5 separate regions of the Mus musculus genome follow, and all the other regions are linked to region 5. A link is a contact called in public HiChIP or PLAC-seq data. All regions are on one chromosome and are shown on one strand. Each heading gives the region's core, a stretch centred on a gene start, on an enhancer-like site or on the middle of the called end of the contact. The rest is flanking DNA. Distances are from core to core; before and after follow the strand shown.

Region 1 (2,852 bases), core at 104-2,603, 460 kb after region 5:
GGTGGAGTGGCTGGTGTTTGCCTCTTTCTCACCCTACAACTCTCTTGCCAGGGAAGACGCTGATCAAGGTGTCAGAAGCTGAGAAGCGCCTCGGAGCAGCAGAGCGGGATTTCATTCACACTGCCTCCCTCAGCTTCCTCACACCCCTGCGGAACTTCCTAGAGGGGGACTGGAAAACGATTTCGGTGAGGAGTCTGGGGCCGCTCCTCCGAACTCTACACATAGGTTTTCATCCCAGGCAGGGAGGGAATCCAGACCTCCATAAAGGTGGCTCCTGCAGGCTGAGTGACCAAGAATGACTTTCCATTTGTGGTTCTCAGTTTGCCAGGGGTCTCTGGTCAGGTCTGGCCAGGTCTGGCCCGTCTCACTGTCCCTGTCATCCCTGCAGAAGGAGAGGCGGCTCCTGCAGAACCGGCGTCTTGACCTGGATGCCTGCAAAGCCCGGCTAAAGAAGGCCAAGGCAGCCGAAGCCAAAGCCACGGTAAGTACTCCTGCCCCTCCTTGCTTCCAGGCACTGGGGTGGAGTGTGCAGGGACCTGGTGTTTAGCATGCTCTTCCTCCTTGGCTGGGGCTAGACTGCGCTGCCTGGTCAGGTCATGGTCTCTGTCCCCACCCCAGGGAACTCTAGTGGCTCTAGACAGACATGTATGAGGTGGGCAGACTCACAGTGCCTGTAACTGGGCTGGGCACTCTGCAAGCCTCTAGGACATTAGATGGAATTCTTGCATGCCTTTCCTGCCTCCATGGGTGCTCAGCCTGTCCCTGCCTGGGCATGGCTCCCTCACTAACTCTCCACCTGCTGCTTGAACATGGGGTACACAGTGCCCTATGCTTAGATTCCCCTAGGCTGTGGAGAGCACTAGAGCTGGCCAGCCCCCATAGCCCACACAGGCCTGGGCCGGCCTGCTTCTCCTACACCAACCAGGATGGGACAGGTTGCATCAGAAGGGTCAGGCACTGTCTTGGTATGCAGGCTGCTTAAGGGTGTAAGGGATCTAACAGCCAACATGGGTCCTGAGAAGGAAAGTCCTAGACCCAGGGTCTGTTAGGGAAACTCCTATGCCTCTCAGCCTCTCAGCTGAAGAAAGGTGGGCCAGGCTAGGCGAGCCTGCTGGGCTCTCCACTGCCTGTAACTCGCCACCATTCTACCCTTCCTCCCTACAGCATGGTCACTGTGCTCACTGGGGCTGACACTGCCTCTGGCGAGAGCCATAACAGGGTCCCGGGTCACCAGTGTGCTTCGTCCATATGTGAAGAGAGTATGGCTCTTGGGATCACTTGTGCAGAGCAGCCCCACTCCCTGTCACACTCCCTGTCACTTTTGCCTCTCCTTAGTCACTGCAGGGTAACCGCTTCCCCTTGGGGCCCAGAGGGCCTTGGGCCTGTGAGTCACATGAGGTATGAGCAGTGTCCCTAGGGCCTGCTCCCCAGGACTCCTGAGGGGTCTGGCTGTGCCTGCTCCCCCTGCTGTGGACTTACTAACTCTCTTGTTTTTGTTCCTTTCCCTTCTGCTTTGGGTAACTTGGCTCAGTGTGAGGGCGATGTGAGTATACCCGTCCCATGTGCTGTGCTGCTTCCAGTTCGCCCATCCCGCCCGAGGGCCCAGGTGCTGCGGCCAGCCCAGGGCATGCCCTCGGGTTTTTGCAATTGGCTGCAGAGTCTCTGGTTTGTGGGGATGCAGGCATTGGCCTGTGAGGCAGCTTCTTGCAAATGTTAAAAGCCTGTCACTGTCCACCCATGCATCCATCTATCTACTCTTGTGGGGAGGGATCTGGCCTTGACGGAGGAGCCAGAAACAGCGTGGTGAAGTTCTGAGCTGGAGAGAGCTGTGGTGGGGAGGGCTGCGCACCTGTTGGGCCTCTCTGTGTGCCTGAGACCCAGAAGAGGGGCAGGCCTAGCCTGTGGGTTCCTTGGGCTCCCAGCACATCTGTCCAATGGATCTTCAATTTGGACCCATTGAGCCCCTAAGCCCGTCTCATCTCCAGCTGGCTGGAGTGGGCAGAGGGTCTGTGTTGTATCTGTCTTTCCTCTTGTCCCAGGGGCCAGGGTTTCTTGCATCTCCTTATAGGAGACCCTGGGGCCACCTCCTGGCCTCAACACTGGTCCTGGCCCAGGGTGACCCCTCTCCCCATGAACTCTGTTCCCTGCCAGACGGTGCCTGACTTTCAGGAGACTAGACCTCGTAATTACATTCTATCGGCCAGCGCCTCCGCGGTAAGCAACCCTCCTGCCATTCCTTGCCCCACCCTGGCCTCCTTGGCCCACAGCTCTTGTCACTGGCTCTGCCAGCGCAGAACCAGAAGACAGCAGGTGAGGCAAAGGGTCCTGCTCATGTTGCAGGTTGCCCTGAGGGGCTGAGGTGCAGCTCAGAACAGGGAAGTGACAACTCCATGTGGCCCTGTCTGGTCCAGCAGGCAGGCTGGACTGGCTTCTCCCTAGGCAAGGTAGAAGATATTTTGACTAGCTGTCCAGAAAAACCCCTTCGTGTCCTTAGGACAGCACAGTACCACCTCTAGGGAACCTGAGGAAATTTCCATTCTGCACTTTCTCCCACAAAGTCACAGCACTCCAGCCTCCTTATGGGTCTGGGGGGACCCTGAGGAAAGAGGGGGGCCGCCTAGGTCTGGCTTCCTGTCTCAGACTCTTGCCTTAGCACCATGGTAGGTTGCAAACTAGATGGCCTCGGAAGCTCCTGGAAAGCAGGTGGGAGGTCAGCCTGAGGAGCAGGTCAGAGGTAAGATGGAGGAAGGCAGGCTAGGCTGGCAGAGTAGACTGGTTGAGTTAGTAGGTGTCTATTGACTGTGGGGGGTTGGCCAGCCACACCTCTCACCCTATGCCCTGGGTGAAACTCC
Region 2 (2,823 bases), core at 29-2,528, 440 kb before region 5:
AGAGCCCAGGCAGTAAAGCCCCCTTTGTTCTAAGTCTGGGAGAGTGAGGAGCATGGGGCTAAGGCACTAGGTTGACCAAGACCTGCAAACGTGCTCAGAAGACCGATACCGGGGGTGGGGGTGGGGGTGAGAGCAGAGACCATGCACTGCACCAGAGCCTCCATCTACACCGAGCTGTCAGTTAACTGCCTGTCTTTCCGGGTGATGCAGAGCGCTCAGCCAAAGCTTCCCAGGACCCACTTCCAGGGCCACCCCTGGAGAGGCTGCGAGGAGGGGGGACACCTGGTGTGGAGGCACTAAAGATGCAGAGGCAGATCTGTGAAGTTGGGCAAGTGGAGAGCCACGCCTGGGACTGATCTAGTGGACCGTGGAGTGGGACAGACCTTCCTTCGCTCGTCAGCTCGGGCCATGTAAACCCATTTCCTGGTGCGGTAGAGACAGGAGAAGGGAAGGGGGGATGGAGAATACAGCCCAACCGTGCGACATCTAAGAGGGCGCCCAGGACCCTTGGCCCTCTACCGTCACTACCTGAGCGTTCTACCAGTCTCGCCAGCCCTCTTCCTCCCAACACAGTCACACTTGCCAGGGAGGGGGCGACAGGCCAACCTCGCAAGAGGCAGGAGCCGCAGCAGCATCATTAAGCATGAATCACCCACCCACCCTGCTCCAAGCAGGAGAGCCACACAACGCCCGGGCGCCCCCTCCTGGGACCACTGCCCCCCGCCCCGGCACAGCCCGGGTCCTTCGGACAGGAGGGGAGCAGCGGGTGGGCTGCGGATGCCCTGAGGACCCAGAGTGGTCCCTGGAGCACGCTGACAGGCGACACCCAGCCATGGCCGGGGGCGGGGGCGCGGATAGAACAATGGGCCAGGTGCGGGGCAGGGGCGCGGCCGGGAAGGGCGGAGGGAAGGTCGCGGCTCGATGGGGAATCGGGGATCTGGGATCGGGGCTCACTCACAGTAGGTTTTTCTGGTCAGCTCCTCCACAACTTCAGGCTTCAACTTGCTGTTGGATTTCCCCATGCTCGGCGGCCGCGGCCCCCGCTCCCCGGGCCGGACCCGCTCGGGGCGCCCAGCGGGAGCGGTTGGGTCGGGCCGGGGTGCGCGGAGGCCGGCAGGCCGGGCTGGGCCGGGCCGGGGCCGCGCCTTTGTCTGGCCGTGCCCGCGCGTCCCGTGCGCGGGGCTCCGGCGTGCTGCGCGACCGCGGCTGACGGTTCAAGGGGCCTCGGGGACCCGGCGAGGGCCAGGCCTTGGCGGTGCAAGCGGCCACGGCGAGGAGTTGCGCGGGGCTGAGAGCCGCAGCCGCCGGGGCTCGGTTGCCGCGGTCGTCCCTGGTTACTGGGCTGCGTAGCACATGCTCGCTACTGCTGCGCCGCCGCCGCCCCTACGCTCCCCGCCTCCCGCCCGCACCGGCGCGCCAGGGGTGGACTCGGAGCCGCCACTCATCGCCCGGCGCCACCTCCCGCCCAGCTCCGACAGGCGCGAGCTCCGCGTTGAGGCACCCCCTCTCCTGTTGGCTCTCCGGGGACGCTGGGAGGTCGCCGCACCGCCCCCTCCGCCGATCCATTCCCCCCTCTCCGCAGCGGCGTGGGCAGGGAGGGCCCGGAAAATCGGACGTGAACGAGGCCAAATCCCTGCCCGGCGCAATTCATTCATTCCACTTAGATGTGTTGGGCGCTGGGGACCTGGCGGCCAAGAGGACAGACGCGATCCCAGACCTCTCCAGGAGCATCCTGATGTGCTGGCTGGCATGGGTTTCGGTGGGAACACTTTTGCCTGGCCTTGAGGGAAGTGACTTCAGATTGAGAGAGGAATGGGGTATCAACCTGGAAGGGGTCTGGCCTGGGAGGGAGAGCAGCCTCTACACCCGGGGCTCCAGGCAAGGCTGGGAATGATCTGAGGCCAGGCAGAAGGGCCAGAGCTTCTGGAGACCAGCCTGGCAAGCCGCTTTCCCCAAAGACCTGGCCTCTGTCCCCGGTGCCCAGGAGTACTTGCAGTTCAAACCTTCTCTGTTGTGGGGCTTGCTTGAAGTGGCCAGAGGGAGCAGAGCCTGTTGGTGGGGCTCCATGCCTGGAAGCCTGCAGCTGGGGAAGGACTCCAGGAAAAGGATGGCCTGCTCTCCCCTCCTCCCAAAATGTCATCGTAATTGAGACCTCTCCTGACTTTCTGCCCAACTCTGTCTCCTTAACAGCTCAGGAAAACTTGGACCTCTTAGTCCATTGGCGCTTGCTTCTTCCAAAGAATGAGCCTCAGGGGGAGGGGAGCAGAAATATGTCTTGCTCTCAGAAGGCCCTGAGGGCCAGTGGCAACTTCTGTGAGCCAGTCTTAGTAGCAGAGGCCAGGGAGCCAGCCCAGCTAAACAGGGAAGTGGGTGGGGAGGCAGTAGGATCCCTGGTTCACAACTGGCTTAGACAACATTAGGAGGAAGAGTTCTCAGGGAAAGGCATGAAAATAGATCGGGTAGGGGAGGAATGACCCATGCCAGGAACCAGAGCCCTGGAAAGACCATGGCAAGATGAAGCCATTCCCTCCTGAGCCAGCAGGGATGCAATCACGGACAGAATTTCTTTTTTTCCCTCTCAGAGGGTGTAAAACCCTGCCTGGGGCGATGGTACCTTTCAACCCCACCTCTTGCATGTCTCCAGCCTTCAGATGGTCTCGGTTCCTTCCCTTACATGAGCCCAGGCCAGACCCAGGTCCCAGCTTGTTGGTGTGAAGAGCCCGTTCGATACAGGAAGTGAGCAGACATGGATCCTGGAAGCTGGCGCTGTGCCACAGCTAAAGGAATTCTCGCTAGAGGTTGGAGCAGGGTGTCCCAGCTTTG
Region 3 (2,789 bases), core at 183-2,682, 490 kb after region 5:
CATTTACCTCTCAAATATCCACTCGAAAACTTTTATTTTATACACAGCCTTTTCCCAACCATCTCTTGTTGAGGACTGTGGTTATGAAAATGACACGCTAGTTCCTAAGAGTTCACATGTTCAATGCAGTATTATGTATGAAGGCCTGACGCTGATGCATAATGATTGCAGAGGACCAAAGGGATGAGCGAGGTAGTTGCTGGTCCTTGTAGGAGACAGCAGCAGAGGGCACACAGCCAGGACAGTAGGCTATGCCCCTTTCTCTGTAGTACTGAAGTATGCTCTGCAAAAGTGGCACGTATGGTTAGCCAAGCAGTCATCACCCTGGTGCCAGGAAGGTTTACAGAGCACGTTCATCTTTCAATTTTTTTTTTTTTTTGAGACAGGGTTTCTCTGTGTAGCTCTGGCTGTCCTGGAACTCACTCTGTAGACCAGGTTGGCCTTGAACTCAGAAATCTGCCTGCCTCTGCGTCCGGAGTGGTGGGATTAAAGGCGTGTACCACCACTGCCCGGCGATCTTTAAATATTTTAAGGCAGACCATAAAGACTACCATTTTGACTTAGCTTTGTGGAATATTCTAAAAGCGAGGAGAACTAAACTGGCAAAATAATGTTTGAGTCTTTCCAAATCTTAGCCGTCTACATTGCTGTACAAGCTGTTCTCACCACAGCTGTACACTGGACCACTGCTCTCTGTATAAAGAATACTATTCCACTGAGACGGAGTGGAAGAAGCAACAAGACTCTACTGGGTAGAGCAAGCAATGTACAGAGTCAACAGTGTCTGACAGAATTCCCACTGTAGTGCAGATGGTGATCCTATGATGGTGGTCCTTTTCATGCAGCTTGCTAATCCAGTCTTCGTCCTTTTGAGACAGGGTCTCAATATTTAACCCTGGCTATCCTAGAACTTGCTGTGTAGACCAGGTTGGTCTTGTACTCTGCCTGTCTCTGTCTCTACCACTGTCAGCCCAATTTAAATCTTAACAACCATTCACACAAAACAGGTCATTAGAAGGATTATCTATTTTCTACATCTTTGAGCCTACTAACTTTTTTTGTTTGTTTGTTTGTTTGTTTTTGAGACAGGGTTTCTCTGTGTAGCCCTGGCTGTCCTGGAACTCACTCTGTAGACCAGGCTGGCCTTGAACTCAGAAATCCGCCTGCCTCTGCCTCCCAAGTGCTGGGATTAAAGGCATGTGCCACCATGCCCGGCAAACCTATTAACTTTTAAGTCTGATTTATAATATGACACCAAATAATGTGTAATGGTGACAAGTGAGACCCATCTCCTTTTTGGTGTGTCACCCGAGATAAACTACAGCACTGGAGCAGAGGTGACCCTCCAAACCCACACTGCACATCAGTTCATGGGCCACACATGACTTGGGCAGGAAGTCAGTGTAATCAGCAATGGACTTTCACTTACTTTAACTCTGACATCACTAAGCAAACAATCCCCAAAGTCTCTCCACAAGGTGGAGCTTCCAGGGAGCGTATAGAAAGCACATCTGACAGTATCAGAAGAAAATGTGCATTATTCCGTCCGTGATTTCTACAAGGACTTGTGTGAACACTAAAACTGAGGAGGGCACTTTGGTGCACACCTTTAACTTCTAGCACTCAGGAGGGAGGGTCTATAGGATCTCTGAGTTTGAGGCCAGCCTGGTCTATAGTGTAAGTTCTATGATAGCTAGGGCTATGTAAACAAACAGACACTGTCTCAACACACACACACACACACACACACACACACACACACACACACACACACACACACATAAAACAACCCATCCAAAAAAGATTTTAAATCAAATTTGAAGTGCTAAAACTTGGGCTTGAGCTGGGCATGGTGGCGCACGCCTTTAATCCCAGAACTCGGGAGGCAGAGGCAGGTGGATTTCAGAGTTTGAGGCCAGCCTGGTCTACAAACTGAGTTCCAGGACAGCCAGGGCTATACAGAGAAACCCTGTCTCAAAAAAAAAAAAAAAAAACAAACAAACAAAAAAACAAAACAAAACAAAAAAACTTGGGCTTGAGAGATGGCTCAGTGGTTAAAAGCACTGACCACTCTTCCAGAAGTCCTAAGTTCAAATCCCAGCAACAACATGGAGGCTCACAACCATCTGTAATGGTATCCAATGCCCTCTTCTGGTGTGTCTGAAGACAGCTACTCATGTATTCACATACATGAAATAAATATATCTTAAAAAAAATACTAAAACTAAACACAATATAGGAATATTTCACTAGTATCAACATGTACATACAGAAAACAGCAAAACTGTTTTTCTTCTAGTTTGATATTTGAATTATATGTATATAAAAAGATGGGTGCTCTGAAGAACACTTTAGGGCTGGATCCTATCTCATACTGCATAGACTCTGTGGGAAAAATGTTTAAATAGGAAACCTGAAACCTCCAGTGTTTAAGGGGTGAAAAGTCATTAAGTCAGAATAAACACACACACGCACACACACACACGCGCGCGCACACACTTGCGCGCACATGCTCCCATGTCCTCAGCAGGGCTTTCCTTCAGAAACCAAGCAGTGAGTGTCCTAGCATAAGAGAACATGCTCACAAAACCTTTGGGGTTAGTGTGCCTGCTACTAACACTGTCAACTTGACACAAGCTGGAGTCATACAGCAAGCATCTCAACTGAGACAATACCCCTCTAGCCTGGCCCGTAGGTAAGTCTGTGAGGCATTTTTTGGACTAACAATTGATCTGGAAGGCCCAGCCCACTGTGAGTGGTCTCAGCCCTGGGCAGGTATGAGAATGCAG
Region 4 (2,735 bases), core at 159-2,658, 280 kb after region 5:
TGTATGTATGTGTGTGAGGGGAGAATGTGAGTGTATGTATGTGTGTGTGAGTGTATGTGTGAGTGCATGTGTGTATATGTATGTGTGAATGTGTATATGTGTATATATGTATATGTGAGTGTGTGTGAGTGTATTGTGTGTATATATGTGTGTGTGAGTGTGTGTGTGTACCAAGGCATGCACATAGAGGTCAGAGGTCCACTTGCTGTGAGAGTCAGCTCTCTCTTTCACTGTGTGGGTCCCAGGGATTGAACTACTGTCATCAGACCCCCTGATAAGCCTCCTCTACTTTTTGTTTTGTTTTTGAGGCAGGATGTCACTCCATAATGATATCGACCTAAACCGGCCTTGAACACACAGCAATCTTCCTAGCACAGCCTTCCCAGCACAGGGACAACAGGTATGAGCTACTGCACCTGGCCAAAGGTTTTCAAAGAAATAAATCCAATAAAAGGCAAGTTTGTACGATCACCTGTGAACACAAAGCAACAAGAAACAGCCAGGTGTGGTGACTCAAGAGTCTGCGGCAGAAAGATTGTGAGTTCAGGGCCAGCCTGAGCTACATAACAAGTTCCTGCCTCAGAGTGTGTATATATTAATTTTAAAAATGCTATAAGACAATATAGCAAGTTCATAAAAGAACAGAGTAGAGGTGTCCTGGAGAGATGTTTGGTGCTGATGAGCACTAGTCAGTGCTCCTGCAAAGGACCCAGAATCAGTTCCTAGGCCCCTCACAGTGGCTCACAACCTTCTGTACCTCCAGTCCTAGGGGATCTAACACACTCTTCTGTCCACAGGGACCAGGCACACACACACACAGTGAACAGACAGACAGGCAGACATGCAAGTCAAAACAGTCATACAATAAAAGCAAATAAAGACACAAAATTAAAAGATAAATAAGACCAGAAGTGCTGGACGTGATTGTGACAATGACTGTGACAATGACTGCGAGGAGATGCAGAGGTCAAGGATGTGGCTCAGTGGTAGAGCAGCAGCCTAGCACATACAGGTAGTTGCATTTGCTCTCCAGCGATATGATAAGCCAGTACGTAAATAAACTAAAGCCCTGAGATTTTATTTCTGACTCATTGCTGATGGTGCTGTACACATCTGAATTTTGGTGTCTTGCCATTAAACCAAAGAGCTGCAAGTTTGCGATATCAGTTCTTTGTGGATTGTTCACTCGCTTGTGTTCCATCTGCCTTTAGGGACCCCACATCCAGAGCTACACAACATGGCCACTTAAGAACTCAGAGACCTCCTCCTTTCAGGAGTTAAGAGCCCCTAGGGCTCCCTGCAGTCTTTGAAATTGGAGAACGAAAGCTTTGGGGACCATGGGCTCAGCCACATCAATGGAGCTCCTTCCTGTGGCATCGTGGGTCGTGCTCCCTGTGACTCACATCCTCCTCCTCCCTCCATCTCCTCTCTGAGTAATAAGCAATTAAAACAAGGGATGAAAAGACAATCTAGGGATGGTGGGAGAATGGATTCAATTCAGCCAAAGAAAGAATTAGATTAAAAGAAGATAGGTCAGAAGGAAATATCCAGGTCCAGCAATATGGCTTGCCACCAAGCACGGACGCCTGAGTTTGATCCATGAAACCCACGTGGTGAAGGAGAGAACTGATTGCCAGCTGTCCTTTGACCTCCCCATGTACCCGAGGCATGTGAAAATGCTTCAAGTGTTTATGAGCTGAAGAGATGGCTCAGCTCTTCAGCACTTGCTGCTCTTGCGGAAGACTCAGGTTAGGTTCCCAGCACCGACCCGGCAGCTCACAATCATCTGTAATTCCAGCCTCCTCCGATCTCTGAGAGCACCAGGCACACACACGGTAGACACATATACATACATTCAGATAAAACACTCATACACATAAAATAAACCTCTAAAATAAACATCTAAGACAAAACATCCAAAATGCATTTCAGAGAAGCATAAAATGGAGAGATTGGGGGAAAAAACAGACTAAAAAAAGATAGGGTTTAATTGAATCTCAGAGAGAAGGGAAGTAGACAGAAACAATGTTTAAAGATGATTCTTGCCTCATGGTAGTGGTGCACACCTGTAATCCCAGCACTCGGAAGGCAGAGGCAGGCAGATCTCTGTGAGTTCGAGGCCAGCCTGGTCTACAGTGCTAGTTTCAGGACAGCCAGAGCTACACAAAGAAGTCCTGTCTCGATAAACCGGGGGAGGGGGGGGAGGTGATTCTATGGGCTGTGGGTATGACTTGTGGATAGAGCCCTTGCCTACCATGTATGAGATCCTGGGCTCTATCCCCAAACCACATAGACTGAGATGGTAGCTTAGCCAGCCAATGAGTCTCTAGAACTGATGGATGCCAACAAGCCACAGGTTGAAGAGAAATGAAAATAATCCAGACCTCAGTCTGCCACACAGAGGCTGCCCCGAGCATCATGGGTAAGCAGGCCACAATCCTGTGAACAGACAGTAGCCACAGCAGCTCCAGGGCAAGCAGACATCACAGAACCCAGAGGCCTGGAGCCATGGAAAGAACAGCCCTTCCAACTGGATGGTCACTACTAAGAAAGCCCCTGGCTAGAGCCGGGGGCAGAAGCTCCAGCCTGAACACCATGACAGCAGCCTGGTGTCAACAGGGGTCACTGGAGGACAGCAAGGTTGGGATGTGAGCCTCTGAAGGGTACAGCCAGGCACACTCACTGTGGACTCCTGGGGAGCCCTAAAAGGCCAGGCTTGGTTGTCACAAGCTCCC
Region 5 (2,700 bases), core at 93-2,592:
GCTGTCCTGGAACTCACTCTGTAGACCAGGCTGGCCTTGAACTCAGAAATCCGCCTGCCTCTGCCTCCCAAGTGCTGGGATTAAAGGTGTGCAGCACCACTGCCCGGCAATAAATAAATCTTTAAAAAAAATCTTAAAACACAATTTTTCTCTCTGTCTTTCTGTCTGGTTTTTGAAATAGGGTTTCTCTGTGTAGCCTTGACTGTCCTAGAACTCATTCTGTAGACCAGGTTGGCCTCAAACCCAGAGATCCACCTGCCTCTGCCTCCTGGATGCTGGGATTAGAGGCGTGTGCCACCTCTGCCTAGTTCAAACATAGTTAAAAAGATCAAGTAAGGAAAACGTGTTAAAACCTCCAAATCACACAGACCCTGGTAAAGCTGGAGCCCACCTATGAGATCATGTGGCCTTTGGTCAGTCCAGAAGATGCAAACACAAGCTCCGGGTACACCCAGAACCACACACCTGCAGACTCTGACCTTTTGATTATGTGGCTCTGGCCTTCAGGAAAGCATCCCCCCTCCCCCCAACACACACACAAGCACACACACAGGAAAGCCAGCTTAAGGAAACGATGTGCCTTAAAACAGCACTTGGGAAAGGACCAAAAGTTAGGAGAGGATTTAGGCTTCTCACTTAGACCCCAGTCACTGAGTGCCCCACCCCATACATCATTGTCATCAGTTACAGCACCTGTCCTAGGCCCTTATCAAAAGGATTAAAGACCAAAATGATCACACAGTTGGTGGAGCAGCAAAGCCTGGAGCATCTGGAAAAGATGGCAGGCAGCCTTGCAGAAGAGAGGCTGACCTTGGCCTCAAGGGCTCATGACAGTAACGATGTTGGCCAGAGCTGGAGGCAGTTAAACGTGATGGCAACCCGTGCAACCAAGCACTTAACTGCGAGGACTTGAGCCAAGCACGGCGCCGATTCCACACACCAACCTTGCAGTGGCTGCTTTCCTTATCTCAGAGGGGAAACTGAGGACTGGAAAGTGATGTACGGGCGCGAGTGAAGATACGTCTTGCCAGCCTCCACCAACGTGGCTTCCTCCAACCCAATCCGTGGTCACCAGAGTCCCTGCCCAGGTCTGATCGGTGAACCTCCATGGGACGTGCACGTGGGCCAGGGCCAGGCCCAGGTCACTTGACGACGGGGCCTCACCGCTTCAGGCAGTTGGGGTGAGCACCTCCCTCCTCCCTGGCCGCGTCCCTCGCGATACTTACCTGGGTCGGGGCTCCAGGGACCCGAGAGAAAAGGACGGGTTGAGAAGGAGGCTGGCAAAGACCGTAGCCCACAGCAGCCGCCACCACTCTACCGGACCAGACACCTCGCGGCCTCTGCCTTTGTCCGCACACGTCACTTCCCCGAGCCTGGAGGGGGCTGGACTCAAGATCGCTCCGCCCCGAGGCCAGTTCACTCCGCCCCAAGACTAGCTCATCCCTCTCCACAGACAGATAGCCCCTCCCCAGGGCCAGATCGCCGCGTCCCACAGGCAGCTCACGTCCAGATCGTCCCTCCCCCACAGCCAACTCCGCCCTCTCCAGGGCCTGCTCACACCTCTCCACGCCCCCACAGCCAACCCCGCTCCACGGCCTGCTCACTCGACACGCCCAGAACTTCTCTCCGCGCGACTAACTCGCCCCTCCCCACGCCCAGCTCGCCCAAACACAAGACCAGCTAGTTCCGCCCCACGGCCAATTCGCCCCTCCCCATCGCTACCTCGCTTGTCCCCGAGGCCAGTTCACCCCGCCCCCTGGCCAGATCGCCGCACTCCAAGGTTTGATCGCCCTATTCTTCGGCCAGATCGCCTTTTCCTTCGGGATCCTAACCCAGTTTTTTGCCTACGCGCAGGGACTTCATGATGAAGGATCCACAGCTGATATCTCACACACTTGAGGGTGTAGCTCTTTTAAGACAAGAGTCCAACTGAGTTCTGGCCGTAAACTTCAGGATCCTTCTGCATCATCGACGTGGTTGCTGGGGTTACAGGCACGCGCCTCCATGCGCCACAAGGCTGGATTCTTAAAAACCAACATCATGAGAGTTTTCCACCCTAAAAGGAGAATTAAGCCGGGCGTTGTTGGCGCACGCCTTTAATCTCAGCACTCGGGAGGCAGAGGCAGGCGGATTTCGAGGCCAACCTGGTCTACAAAGTGAGTTCCAGGACAGCCAGGGCTATACAGAGAAACCCTGTCGGGGGGGGGGGGGGAGGAGGATTAAAAGCCATTGTTGCTCAAATCCACCCATGCCCACTAGTATATTAAAATAATATATCAACCCAGGAAAGAGAACAGGAAAGAAAGGCTTTGACAGAGGTAAGGATTGCCAGGCCAAATAAAGCAGAAATCTAGAAGTTTGCCCTCCTGAGGACCGCCCTTCCCTATCCACTCAGACAATCTGCACCGGGTCTTGAAGGAAAGATGAGCTTGCTGCATGCAAACCCCCTCTAACCGCCTCGGAGTTCTAAGTTGCCTCTTCTAACTGGTGGATGTAATGATTCAGCTACAATACTCTGAGGGTTAAATTTGTGGGATTTGCGAGTTTAGGCTAGAGTCTAGTGGGGCTTGCAGGCAATGAAGGTTATCATAATAAGTATTTTTGCCTTAAGCTCACCTCTGTTGGCTGACACACCGGCTGTTAGACATACTTGTCATGCCTCCTGGGCTCTGCATTACAGTAGGTGCTTAAAGTTGTGTT

The links. HiChIP or PLAC-seq counts read pairs in DNA pulled down with a chosen protein or histone mark.
Region 1: an H3K4me3 HiChIP or PLAC-seq map of pro-B cells shows a contact between it and region 5, with 3 times the contacts expected there. The contact joins the enhancer-like site here to the promoter of Ntmt1 in region 5. A contact is called at or near these places in 12 of 39 promoter capture datasets (the 3T3-L1 cell line, the C10 cell line, embryonic stem cells and 7 more), 2 of 15 datasets of contacts at CTCF or cohesin (embryonic stem cells and pro-B cells), 1 of 484 Hi-C or Micro-C datasets (the N1E-115 cell line), 7 of 115 datasets of contacts at active chromatin or transcription factors (bone marrow-derived macrophages, craniofacial prominence, embryonic limb bud and 4 more) and 4 of 9 other capture datasets (adipose tissue, liver, macrophages and 1 more).
Region 2: an H3K4me3 HiChIP or PLAC-seq map of embryonic stem cells shows a contact between it and region 5, with 5 times the contacts expected there. The contact joins the promoter of Ncs1 here to the promoter of Ntmt1 in region 5. A contact is called at or near these places in 1 of 39 promoter capture datasets (the SN4741 cell line), 1 of 484 Hi-C or Micro-C datasets (CD4 T cells), 2 of 115 datasets of contacts at active chromatin or transcription factors (embryonic stem cells and memory CD8 T cells) and 1 of 9 other capture datasets (adipose tissue).
Region 3: a contact with region 5 is called in an HNF4G HiChIP or PLAC-seq map of pancreatic cancer cells. The contact joins the enhancer-like site here to the promoter of Ntmt1 in region 5. A contact is called at or near these places in 4 of 39 promoter capture datasets (the C10 cell line, cranial neural crest, liver and 1 more), 5 of 115 datasets of contacts at active chromatin or transcription factors (embryonic forebrain, embryonic stem cells, large pre-B cells and 2 more) and 2 of 9 other capture datasets (embryonic stem cells and liver).
Region 4: an HNF4G HiChIP or PLAC-seq map of pancreatic cancer cells shows a contact between it and region 5. The contact joins the enhancer-like site here to the promoter of Ntmt1 in region 5. A contact is called at or near these places in 5 of 39 promoter capture datasets (the HPC-7 cell line, frontonasal cranial neural crest, neural stem cells and 2 more), 5 of 484 Hi-C or Micro-C datasets (the HL-1 cell line, the N1E-115 cell line, bone marrow-derived macrophages and 2 more), 20 of 115 datasets of contacts at active chromatin or transcription factors (acute myeloid leukemia, bone marrow-derived macrophages, craniofacial prominence and 13 more) and 4 of 9 other capture datasets (adipose tissue, liver, macrophages and 1 more).

Annotation. Positions count from the first base shown.
Region 1 is chr2:30,347,917-30,350,768 of GRCm38.p6, reverse strand. It overlaps Sh3glb2 (SH3-domain GRB2-like endophilin B2), which reads left to right. Exons shown (of 12, transcript NM_001289709.1): 4 at 52-185; 5 at 389-481; 6 at 2,152-2,214. Among named protein-coding and RNA genes, the nearest start is that of Sh3glb2, 10 kb to the left of the region's middle. Within about 2 kb of position 1,353, at least 33 of the 459 cell types and tissues checked have an H3K27ac peak or open chromatin away from gene starts, as enhancers often do. A contact at or near this core is called in bone marrow-derived macrophages, pancreatic cancer cells and pro-B cells, where this site is marked.
Region 2 is chr2:31,244,378-31,247,200 of GRCm38.p6, reverse strand. Ncs1 (neuronal calcium sensor 1) reads right to left here and starts at 1,278. Exons shown (of 8, transcript NM_019681.3): 1 at 959-1,278. The coding sequence starts at 1,022.
Region 3 is chr2:30,318,099-30,320,887 of GRCm38.p6, reverse strand. All of the region lies in intron 15 of Nup188 (nucleoporin 188), which reads right to left. Among named protein-coding and RNA genes, the nearest start is that of Gm39780, 21 kb to the right of the region's middle. Within about 2 kb of position 1,432, at least 8 of the 459 cell types and tissues checked have an H3K27ac peak or open chromatin away from gene starts, as enhancers often do. A contact at or near this core is called in pancreatic cancer cells, where this site is marked.
Region 4 is chr2:30,526,329-30,529,063 of GRCm38.p6, reverse strand. No RefSeq gene overlaps it. Among named protein-coding and RNA genes, the nearest start is that of Gm14487, 7.0 kb to the left of the region's middle. Within about 2 kb of position 1,408, at least 28 of the 459 cell types and tissues checked have an H3K27ac peak or open chromatin away from gene starts, as enhancers often do. A contact at or near this core is called in the HL-1 cell line, the N1E-115 cell line and pancreatic cancer cells, where this site is marked.
Region 5 is chr2:30,806,610-30,809,309 of GRCm38.p6, reverse strand. Ntmt1 (N-terminal Xaa-Pro-Lys N-methyltransferase 1) reads right to left here and starts at 1,342. Exons shown (of 4, transcript NM_170592.3): 1 at 1,227-1,342.